Linked DNA regions of Mus musculus: region 2 is linked to region 1. A link is a contact called in public HiChIP or PLAC-seq data. All regions are on one chromosome and are shown on one strand. The core of a region is the stretch at or near the end of the contact, and the rest is flanking DNA. Distances in the headings are between cores, read along the strand shown. Region 1 overlaps Gm36264 (a long non-coding RNA gene). Region 2 overlaps Larp4b (La ribonucleoprotein domain family, member 4B).

Region 1 (5,533 bases), core at 1,206-3,705:
GCATTAGATATTTGAGATGTTAAATTTGTTTGATATTTATGTTTTACCTTTTGGGGTTTTGGAGGCCATGATAGTACCAATGGCTACTAGGTTTATCCCATTTACCCAAAGACTGGAAAATTCACCTTTGCTGAAGTTGAACTAGATCTAACTTAAGGTATAGATTAAATTTAGGGGGACTGAAATTATTCCATTTTACCCCAACATGAATAAGAGAATACAAATCTAGGATATATATATATATATATATATATATATATATATATATATATGCTTGACTGACATGTATTCTGTGAACCATGTTCATTCAGTGCCCACAAGAGACCAAAAGAGAGCATCAGATAGATCCCCTGGGACTGGAGTCACAGACAGTTGTGAGCCACCATGTGGGTACTGGCAATCAAATGGGTACTCTGGGTGATCAGCATGGCTCCTAATCAATGAGCCATCTCTCCAGCCCTTGTTTTATTTCTTGCCCCTCTTTGTATACATTCACATGCTTAAATGTATATAGACATATGTGTGTGCTCTATGGATTCATGTGGAGGTCCAAGGATATTGTCAAGAGTCCTCCTCAGTCTCCTACCTTATTCACCGAGGTAGCATCTATCGGATGAAACCAGAGTTCACCTATATATTTCATCAAGGTAGCCAGCTTGTTCTGGGGACTCTTTGTCTGCCTTGAGCACTGAAATTACAGGCAGGCACTCCCGCTGATCCAGCATCTGCATGGGTTCTAGAGATCCAAATGCAGGTCTTCCCACTTGCATTTTGCTTTATCTACTGAGCCATCTTCCTGGCACAGATGATTGTATTTTTCTAAGTCCCACAGTATAACTTCTTCCTTGAGACAATGGAAGATCTGTGTTATTTGTATGTCCTAAGAGCCACATGATTCCTAAAAGCTCTGAACATATATATGCAAATAGCAATACCACTAGGATGAAAGCTAAACTAATGAAAAAAATATTTCTATGAATAGAACATGGGGGGTTGGGTTAAAAGTGAGGCAGGTTCTGAGATGGAGCAGTGAAGCCTGACTTACACAGAACAAGGAGTGTATTATATGTTTCCTAACTGAATATGCCTTGTATCCATGAAGTCTGCTGAGGTCTCCAGTTACTGTGTGCATTACAGCCCCACCCTCCCGAACACTGGGTCTGTTCTTTTTAAAGCATAGCTGATATACTTACCTGTTTGGGAGGCTGAGGCAAGAAAATGGCAAGTTCAATGCTTTTGTGGCTTCAGAATGAGTTCAAAGCTAGGTCGGGCAAATTTAGAAGATCCCATCTCAAAGCTAAAAGTAAAGATAGATCTTGGGATATAGTTCAGTGGTAGAATATTTGCCTGTTTGTGTGAGGCTGAGTACTATTTATTTCCAGGTTGGAACTGCTGTAGGCAGTTGTCTCATTCAACGCTATCAGCAGTTCTCCCTCAATACCCTCTGTATGTGTACACTTTTGTATATGGATGCAGACATCGGAGGACAACTGAGATATCTTTCCTCAGGTGCTGGCCCCTGGGTTTTTTCTTGGGCGGGGTATTTTCCTTATTTATTTAGTTATCATGTATACAGCATCCTGCCTGCATTTATACTTGCAGGCCTGAAGAGGGCACCAGATCTCATTAAAGATGGTTGTGAGCCACTGTGTGGTTGCTGGGAATTGAACTCAGGACCTCTGGAAGAGCACCCAGTGCTCTTAACTGCTGAGCCATCTCTCCAGTCCCTTTCTCCTCCTTTTTATTTTTTAATTGTTTGTTTGCTTTCTTGCTTTTTGAGACAGGGTTTCTCTGTGTAGCTGGGTCGCCCTGAATGTCCTGGAACTTGCTCTGTACACTGGCTTCAAACTCACAGAGATCCACATGCCTCTGTTTCCCTGGTGCTGGAATTAAAGGCATGCACCACAACTAACTCTCTCTCTCTCTCTCTCTCTCTCTCTCTCTCTCTCTCTCTCTCTCCCTCCTTCCCTCTCTGAGATAAGATCTCTCATTGTCCTAGCAAATAGGCTGGCTGGCCAGAGCCTGTGTCCATGTTCCAAGCGTTGAGATTACCACCACACAATGGATGATGGGGAACAATCTCAACTAAGTGAGTTTTCTCCCTAGTCCCCGTTTTTAAAATAATATTTTTGATTAAGGTGTTGCCTACACGTATATTACTGTACCTTGGCTCATATTTGTAGCCCACTCCCCATTTCTCTCACTCTTTGCCCCTCCTGCTGATCCCCTTCCTACCTTCTTTCTGGTTTTATGTCATACAGGTATAGATATATAAATAAATACATATACAGACACTGAAACCCAGGAGCTTCTGAAGTCTGGGCCTTCCTCCCCTCATCTGTGAGAAAGGGAGAAACCCTCAGTAGAGTAAATGAATGACCAATCAAGCAGGCATTTGCCCTTTGACGTCCACCCTGGAGCTCCCGCTGCGACAGACAACCTAGTTGTGTAACAAGAGCACCACAGCGGGTGGTAACCGCCAGCTCTCACAGCAAAGTGCCAGAGCCGCTCTCAGTGGCCCGCTTGACAGCCTCTACAGAAAATGTTCTCTAGAGCAGAGAAGTGGCTCCAAACAAAACATGGAGAGGCAAATGTTCTAATGCCAAGGACATTGCTCGTGACCATGGAGGGAGGGGGGAAAAAGACTAGCAGGGGCTGTGTCTTTGTTTTTTTCCAGACACTTTTCTCTGCCTTTTGACACTTAAAGGTATTTATTGAAACGCATTGTAGACTCAAGAATGTTCAGTATTCTCAACAGCCGGGTCTTTTGTGATTGCTTTGAAATTGCTAAGTATCCCTTTCTCAATCTAGTAACTAGTACCATGACTAGTTGAAGTTGTCTCTCTTTGACTTTTAAATCCTACCCCTTCCCGCCCCCCCCAGTGTCATCTTTGTCTCTGTCTCTCTCTGCCCTCCCTTCTTCGAGTATGTGTGCGCTCAGGTTTGCACACTTGTGTACAAGTACAGAAGCTCAAGGACACATTGGTGTCTTCTTCATTCTCTTGAGCTCAGGCTCTCTGAATCCCAGAGCTTACCATTTCAAGTAGACTGACTGGCCAGTAAGCCCCAGTGATTGTCTTGACTCAGTGTCCCGCCCTGCACTATGCATGTAGGTATGCATAGCCAGATCTTACTTTTTGCATGGGTTCTGAAGATCTGAACTCAGGACCTCATGCTTGTGCAGTAAGAGTTACTGTCCACTGAGCCATCTTCCAAGCCCCTGGGTGTTACCATCTTCAGAACCACTGACCCCTTTGAGAAAATACCTTTAGCCATAGACTGTATTTGACAAGAATACGGGCTTATTCCTACACATCTTTCCAATCTTCTTAGTGGGGGTTGTGGATAACAAGCAAATAAATAAAACCACTTCTTCTGAGTGCACACAGCTCTTAAGCCATATGTGGCAGCTTGGACAGTGACTTACGCCTGTGGTCATCTACCCACTATTTGTGGCAACCAGGCTGTTGTGTAACTTACTCCCTCTGAACTTTTCTCATATTTAGATTGCCTTCCTTACTTTATACTTGTGTTACTGTTGTTGATATTACAATAATAAATAAAAAATTTGGTGCACAAAAATTATTCCATAAGCATCAAATCACAGTTCATTTCTGCTCCCTCATTATCATGATTTTCCAGGCCAACACCAAATGTCATCTTTTCTTTTCCTGAATCAGGAGCTGTCTCTATGGCTCTTACTGTACTGTGGAGAGGAATCTCTGTGCAGTGGTTTACGATACATTTCAGCTGCAGGCTGTATTAACACAGCTTTGAAGCAGCCTTTTTTCCTTCCAGTAAGTACTGCAAAGTACTTAACTCCTTTTTATAAGAAGAAATCCCACCTTTTCCCATTTGAGTTTCTTTAGGATTTCTCTAAAGCAAGCTCTTAAAATCCCATAATCTTCAATCTGTTCATGGTGTAGTAACGTGTTTTATAGTCTACTTACTACCATAACAGGAACAACTTGTAGACCTGAGGTTTTTTTGTTTTTGTTTTTGTCTTTTTAAAGCACCACTCCCAGACTGCTGTTCCCTTTGCATGTCTTGATACAGCCTCTGCTAACAGGAATCACCTATTGGTTTAACCAACTCAGACTCAGCACCAGCTGCCAAGTTGGGAGTATCCTCAAAAAGGATTCAGACAAGGCTTCACTCTGGCTCCCAATGTCAAGGTACTCCTTGTGGCTCTGTGTAGCTGTACACATCTTTCATCCCAGCAATTAGTAGGCAAAGGCACGTGGATCTCAGTAAGTTTGAGGCCAGCTTGGTCTACATAGCAAGTTAGCAAGTTCCAGGACAGCCATGACTACACAGTGAGATTTTATGTATATGCATATGCATATGCATTGTGTGTCTGTATATGTGTGTTTTCTGCTTGTTGAAGTACCTAACCCTGATTATAAAATATTTTTCTTTTTTTCTTTTTTTTTTTTGACACATGGTGTCATGAAGCTCAGGCCAGCCTCAGACTTACTATGAAGCCTTAAACATACTCTGTAACTGAGGATGACATTGCATTTCTTATCATCCTGCCTCTAGAACATTAAGATTACGTTAAGCCTCCACACCCAGTTTATGTCAGGCTGGGAATTGATCTCCCAGTGCTAGACAAGCATTGTACCAACTAAGCTATATTCCAGCCCCAATATTCATCTTTGTAAGGAAAAAACTGTTTGACAATAAATTCTATATATGCATGCAGGCTTTTTCATGTTGTCTGGGAAAAATGGAAGGGTTAAACACAAGATTAATGAGCAAAAGACACAGTCTGAAGAGAGATTCTTCCTTATAATGAAACCTATTGAGTACCAAAATGGCTTCTATGAGGTCCTTAGAAATAGAGTAATTACTGGGATTGGATGGTGTCCCACTTCTCCTCGACTGACCCTATGGTAGGGCAGATTGCAGTAGTGTGTGTGTGTGTGTGTGTGTGTGAGAGAGAGAGAGAGAGAGAGAGAGAGAGCTTTTAATTTTCACCAACAAAGCAAGAGGAAAGAATTATTGCTGCCAGTGCCATGTGCTAGCGATAAGTGTGTCCTAGTGATAAGTGCAACTAGTTAGTGGCAGGAAGCGGGGGACAGGGACTTCCTGGGAAGCTCGAGTCTTCTAATGGGTATACCAATAAGGAACCATTCTTCCTAGGTTGCCAGATGCTATTAAGTCTGTGGGATTCTACCTCTCCCCTACATTTTTAAATGCTTGATATTCTGCTAGATTAGGCAATTCCAAGCTGAAGTATTGCTGAAAACATCAAAATTGTCACCATGCAAATACCGCACATATTTGCAGCTTTCAGATCTAATTTGGAAACATCGGAGAAGGTGAGAAGACCTTCTTGAGATTCAGGAAGAACGGCTCTGTCTTACGCCGCCCAGCTGGTCTCAGTACTGACCAGCTCTGCCTTGTTGGGAGCATAATGGTCCTTGCACCCGCAGATCTCCAGGGAAGCCAGGAATGTTAAGCATGCAAAGATTATCCTCTCAAAGGAATCTTCATATAATCTGTTCTTCCATCCAGAAAGCTGGAAATT
Region 2 (5,501 bases), core at 963-3,462, 150 kb after region 1:
CAACCACTGGGAAGCATCTAAGACTGGAGAGTGCATGCTGAAACCTTGGCTAATAGGAAACATCAAGTTTGTTTGGATGTTAGATGCAGTAGCCAAGCTAGCATGAGCCTGTCTTCCCTCTGCAGCACTGTGAGCAGAGGCTTCGTTTGTACCATAGATCTTAGCAACCTAGGGGTGTGGATGTCTTTCTTCCCATTAGTAGAGAACTATCATCCTTTCCTCAGCAGGAAGCACTTTCTGGCTTCTCTCTTATTGACATATTGGAGCCACTGAGGTATGGGTTACTTTTCAACAAGCTCTGTGAGATCACATTTGATCTGATCACCAAGAAGGCTACCAAGAGAGTGGTTGTAAGGGCTCATAGCTGGGTGAACTTGAGCTGAAAGGTTATCAGTACAGCCTCTGTTTGGTTTGTCACCTTAGATGTATTACATCTTGTAACCTGCTTATCTTTGGAATTTTGTAAGTGTGTGTGTGTGTGTGTGTGTGTGTGTGTGTGTGTGTGTGTGTGTGTGTGTTTGCACGTGTGAATATGCACAGCTCACATGTTTGGCCCATATATGAAGGTCAAAGGACAACTTGTATGAGTAGTTTCTTTTTTTCTTTGTACTGTGTGGTTCCCAGGGGTTAAGTTTAGGTCCTCAGGCTTAGCAGCAGACTTTTGGCCACTGTACCCTCACACTGGCCTACTGTTTACATTTGAACTCTGACGTTATTGTTTTCTAGACTCTGCTTACAGTTTATCATGGTGGCCTAAGTTTCAAGTTAGTTGGACCCTAGGAATTATTTGTGCAACATTTATAAATTTTGGGGCGGGTGTGAAAGTTGGAAGATTCTTTGACTTGCTTTCTACCCTTGTCACTTCACACTTGTGTGACCTTACGGGGTGCTGCTGTGTTGCAGAGCAGTCAGACGCAGTCTCCAACACCACCAAAGCCTCCATCACCGAGCTTCGAACTGGGACTGTCCAACTTCCCCCCATTACCTGGAGCTGCAGGCAATTTGAAGACAGAGGACTTGTTTGAAAACAGGCTTTCCAGCTTGATCATAGGATCTTCAAAAGAAAGAGTAAGCTATGTGTTACAGTTGCTGATGTTTTCTAGGCACTGATTTGTACCAGGACTTGACCCAGGTCTTTTGCACACATTAGAAAGTGGGGGGGGGGTGAGGTTGGGGTGATAGCTGTTTATCCTTGGAGCCAGCTCAAGCCAGCCTTTCCTTGCCATCTGCTGGGGTTGCCGTTGAAGCCTGTGCTGTACAGATGCCTAGACCCATAAGTCTGAATTAGAGCAGAAATAAGACTTGTGGTAATCTACGTAGTGCACGTAGGAAGAAGCTTAGGCTCGCTCTGCTGTAGTGTAGTGGCTTCAGGTAAACTCTGGGCTGCATCGTGGTCTTTCACTACAGTCCTCATCTCAGGAGATCCCTTTCCAGGCCTGCCTTTGAAGGACACTTAGCTAGCAGGCTGGAAATGGGATTTGTCCCTCTGCCAGGGTCAGTGTTTGAAGACTGTGGGACATGTAGAGAAATTACTTTCTGCCCAATTACTAAGGTATGGCTAAGTGCTAGGGGTACACACAGTGGGGGGCTGTAGAATACATCCCTCCTGCTGCATGGTAAACTATGGCTGTACATCAGATAGCACATGTGTCTTTTCATTAGAGGGCGGGACACCACTCTACTACAGAGTTTAGAGCCACAGTAGCGGCTGCCATAGTTACTAGGCCAGATGACTTTGCTATAGTAACTTGAGATTAAGGTCAGGTAAAAGTTGAATCTCAGATTGGGATAGTAATTGCCACTGTTTTTAGCATGGACACTGAGTTTCCCAAGATCCTAACTTTTCTAGTAAGGGTTACATGTTAGAGTTGAGATGTCTTGGACAGTGTAAGTCTTAACATTCACCTAATAATTTCCAGTTGGCTTATAAAACAGAAAATGATCATTTCAGCAGTCATGGAGTCTTGTTTTCAAGCATGTCCTCCTCCCTTAGTAATAAATAAGAGAGTAATAGTAGGCCTCCTAGCTCCAAAGACAGCTGCTGCTCGGAATGTACTTCAGTTTCTGTGGAAAGCCCTGTTTAAAGAAACAATTATTGCTTTCTGAAAGGCTGTTCTTGACTCTGTGGCCAAGTTACACAGTCTTCACTGCTGCCAGTGGTGATATGTCTGCAGAAACTGCAGAGGACTTGGGACAATAGGCCACCTAGCCCCTCCGTGCTTGACCTGGATTTATGACTCTTTGCAAAGTGCCATATGTATCTGTGTTAGTCAGTGTTTAACACACGATGAATCTGAGCATGCTTTTACAAATAGAAAGCCATTAGCTTCCTTGTGTTAGGTTTCTTTCACTTGTTCTCAATCCAGCAGAACCTCTGTCCCCCTCCCATACTCCCCCCCCCCCCTCAGCCCCCTCCCCGGCAAAAGTATAAATTGTTCCGTTCTCCCAAAGCTGAAGTTCCAGCTACTCTATTCCAGCAACTTTTTTTTTAACCTTTGAACTTACACCTTCTTTGAAGAGAAAAGCAGTTAGTAAATTTTGTCTTTTTGTATTTAAACTTGTAGCCAATTACTTAACTTGCCCTAAAATCACATGCTGGGTTAATGACACACCATGTGTACACTTGTATGAATCACGGCTCCACTAAGCAACTCGTTGATGGGGTAATGTCTGATTCACTCAGGTCTTACCTTAGTGACCTTGCCTATTAAATTGGATAAAGCACTTTTGTACACCTGCTTCTAAGGGTGGTTTGTGGATTCTCATGAGAGCTCCTGTGGGTATCTACCTCCCACCACTGGGCACTCAGATTTATGTAAGCATGGATATGTCAGTCTTTGTTTTGTATTAGTTACAAGTGTGAATCATAGTGTAACTTGGTAATTCCACCCCAGCTGATATGTCAGATCCCTGATATGTCAGATGAGTAAGGTGTGTTTGGAAGCTCTTCACTTGAAAAGACAAACTTACGGGTAATTATAATGCATCTGCTGGGAGCAAAAAGGCTGAGTGCTGTGCAGCCAATGACAGACTCAAAATGTCATTATGTTTGCTGGAGGCTTCTCCTGTGTCTCTGCTGTGACTTGACAGTTGTTGGTAACATGCCATTGTTTTGTTTGCTTGGAGTATGGATACACCAGTCGGCATCAATCGTAGGGGTTAGGAAGCAGTCTCCAAAGATGGGTTAGAGATTGCCGTGGTTGGACCCTTAACTTCTTGGGCAAAGATATGACAATTGCTAAATACTACTTTAACGGTTTTCAGAACCTCAGTACAGATGCAAGCACAAACACTGTTCCTGTAGTGGGACCCAGAGAGCCCTCCGTGCCAGCGCCCTGTGCTGTGTCGGCAGCATTTGAACGTTCCCCTTCCCCGGTCCATTTACCTGAGTGAGTATCAGTATTCTGCCAGCCCTCTGCCAGGTACAAGTTTAAGTGCTCTGTAATATTAAGTGTGGTTCTTAAACCAGATGGCATTTTCACAGGGATCCCAAGGTGGCAGAAAAGCAGAGGGAAACTCAGAGTGTGGACAGACTCCCTTCTACCCCTACTACAACTGCATGTAAATCCGTGCAGGTGAATGGAGCAGCAACAGTAAGTGCCTTGCCTGCCCTCCACAGCACTCAGGCATCCCGTGTGTGTCCTGACTCTGACGATGGGCTTTCAGTAGTGTGTGCCTTCATTTCTCTGTATGAGTTCACTGAGGTCTTCTATTTCAGATAGTAACAAGGTCCCAACTCTGTCCTGTATGGAGTTTGGTGACCTCTGTATTTAGTGTGTGTGTTGTACATATGAAATGATTAGCTGGGTAGTGGTGGTACACGTATACCTTTAATCTAGATACTCTAGAGGCAGATGCAGGTGGATTTCTGAGTTTAAGGTCAGCCTGGTCTACAGAACAGATTTCAGGACAGCCAGGGAGGGCTACACGGAGAAAAACACAGCAACAACAAAAGTTTGTCTGCTTCAAAGGCTTAGACAGATTGTGGGGTGGGGGGTCTAGAGGAGGGGCATGGGTGGTTCACGGCTTCTTCATCCTTTGAGGGAGGGAAGACTAAGGTCAGTATGTAATATATGAGAGAAGAATAAAAGGAAAACAGGGTAAGGGATGGAATGAAGCAGAATGGCATAAAGAGCAACACGCTGTCCTGTTGCCCTGCTTATGTGTCCCAGTGACTCTGCCAGCTCTGTTGGCTTAGGCCCTTAGGTCCAATGCTTGGGAGATGGGGCAGAGAGATAACTGCAAATTTGAGTCCTGTGATCTACATAGCAAGTTTCAGCCAGCCAGGGATGCACAGTGAGGCAGGAGTTCCTGCCCTTGATGATCTGGCATCTCTATACTTGGGAGGCAGAAGTAGGAAGATTGAATTCCACAAGTCTGTGTAAGTGCCAAACCAGCTACGGCTCTGCAGTAATGCTCCATGTGGAGGATCGGGAGTGAAGCCATCTCACGACCTGACCGCTGTGTCACACTGTCCCCGCCTGCTCTCTGTGTAAGCATAGCACTTGCACTGGTCCTGACTTAGATCAAACGAAGAGGGGCCAGGGTTTGCATCTTTGTTTTTCCCTTGAGCCTCATAGGCTTCCATGTTTCTCAAGAATGCTTTAAGGCTTTGTGTTGGTCCCCATTTTATTGTTGTGCCTTTATGGCTGCTGGCTGTTCTAGAGAGGCATCTCTATAGCATCTTCAGAGGGAAACTGGACTACAAGGAAAGGGAGCGGTGTCTTTAAGATCAGAGACATCTGGGTTTTTTAGTCTTTAAAACTTAGTGTTTTTTTTTTTCCAAGACAACCATGATTAGCTTAGAAAAATGGATGTGTATTTTCAAATTATTTAAATCTAACATAAGTCAAGAGACTGCATTTGTGCTTCAGGAAGCAGTATTGTTACAATGTCCCTATTTAGTAATTATTCTTCCTTCTGCAGTAATTTCAACTCTGTGACATAGTCCATCACCACATCCTACAAGTATACCAATAACTTTTTTCCTCACAGAGTGAATTTTTGATACTGTACTCGTGTCCACAAGCTCTAGAGGCGTTAGCTTTGATGCTGATCACTAGCTGCCATAGACATGCCAGAAGTTGCTCTTGAATTTTATGAATCTCTTAAAAGTAAAAATACCCATGAAGATGAAATTGTAATTAAAACAAAAACTTTATCTTATATAACTTCTTCCCTGAAAGAGCTTCCATCCCTGATATTTTGTATACATAACCCCATATTCTATGTTTCCAGGAATTGAGAAAGCCCAGTTATGCAGAGATTTGTCAGAGAACGAGTAAAGACCCTTCTTCCTCCTCTCCATTGCAACCCCCAAAAGAACAAAAGCCAAGCACTGTCGCCTGTGGGAAGGAGGAGAAGCAGCTGTCTGAGCCTGTCGAGAGACACCGAGAGCCCCCTGCCCTTAAGTCCACGCCTGGAGTCCCCAAGGATCAGAGGAGGCAGCCTGGGCGCCGAGCCTCTCCTCCAGCTGCCGGGAAACGCCTGAGCAAGGAACA

Evidence for each region. HiChIP or PLAC-seq counts read pairs in DNA pulled down with a chosen protein or histone mark.
Region 2: an HNF4G HiChIP or PLAC-seq map of pancreatic cancer cells shows a contact between it and region 1. The contact joins two enhancer-like sites. A contact is called at or near these places in 2 of 484 Hi-C or Micro-C datasets (group 2 innate lymphoid cells and nephron progenitors), 5 of 115 datasets of contacts at active chromatin or transcription factors (bone marrow-derived dendritic cells, embryonic stem cells and pancreatic cancer cells) and 2 of 9 other capture datasets (adipose tissue and liver).

What each region holds. Positions count from the first base shown.
Region 1 is chr13:9,014,891-9,020,423 of GRCm38.p6, forward strand. All of the region lies in intron 2 of Gm36264 (a long non-coding RNA gene), which reads right to left. Among named protein-coding and RNA genes, the nearest start is that of Gtpbp4, 22 kb to the left of the region's middle. Within about 2 kb of position 2,456, at least 51 of the 459 cell types and tissues checked have an H3K27ac peak or open chromatin away from gene starts, as enhancers often do. A contact at or near this core is called in pancreatic cancer cells, where this site is marked.
Region 2 is chr13:9,165,414-9,170,914 of GRCm38.p6, forward strand. Larp4b (La ribonucleoprotein domain family, member 4B) reads left to right here. Exons shown (of 18, transcript NM_172585.3): 15 at 904-1,068; 16 at 3,265-3,389; 17 at 3,485-3,593; 18 at 5,239-5,501. Among named protein-coding and RNA genes, the nearest start is that of Larp4b, 74 kb to the left of the region's middle. Within about 2 kb of position 2,213, at least 12 of the 459 cell types and tissues checked have an H3K27ac peak or open chromatin away from gene starts, as enhancers often do. A contact at or near this core is called in pancreatic cancer cells, where this site is marked.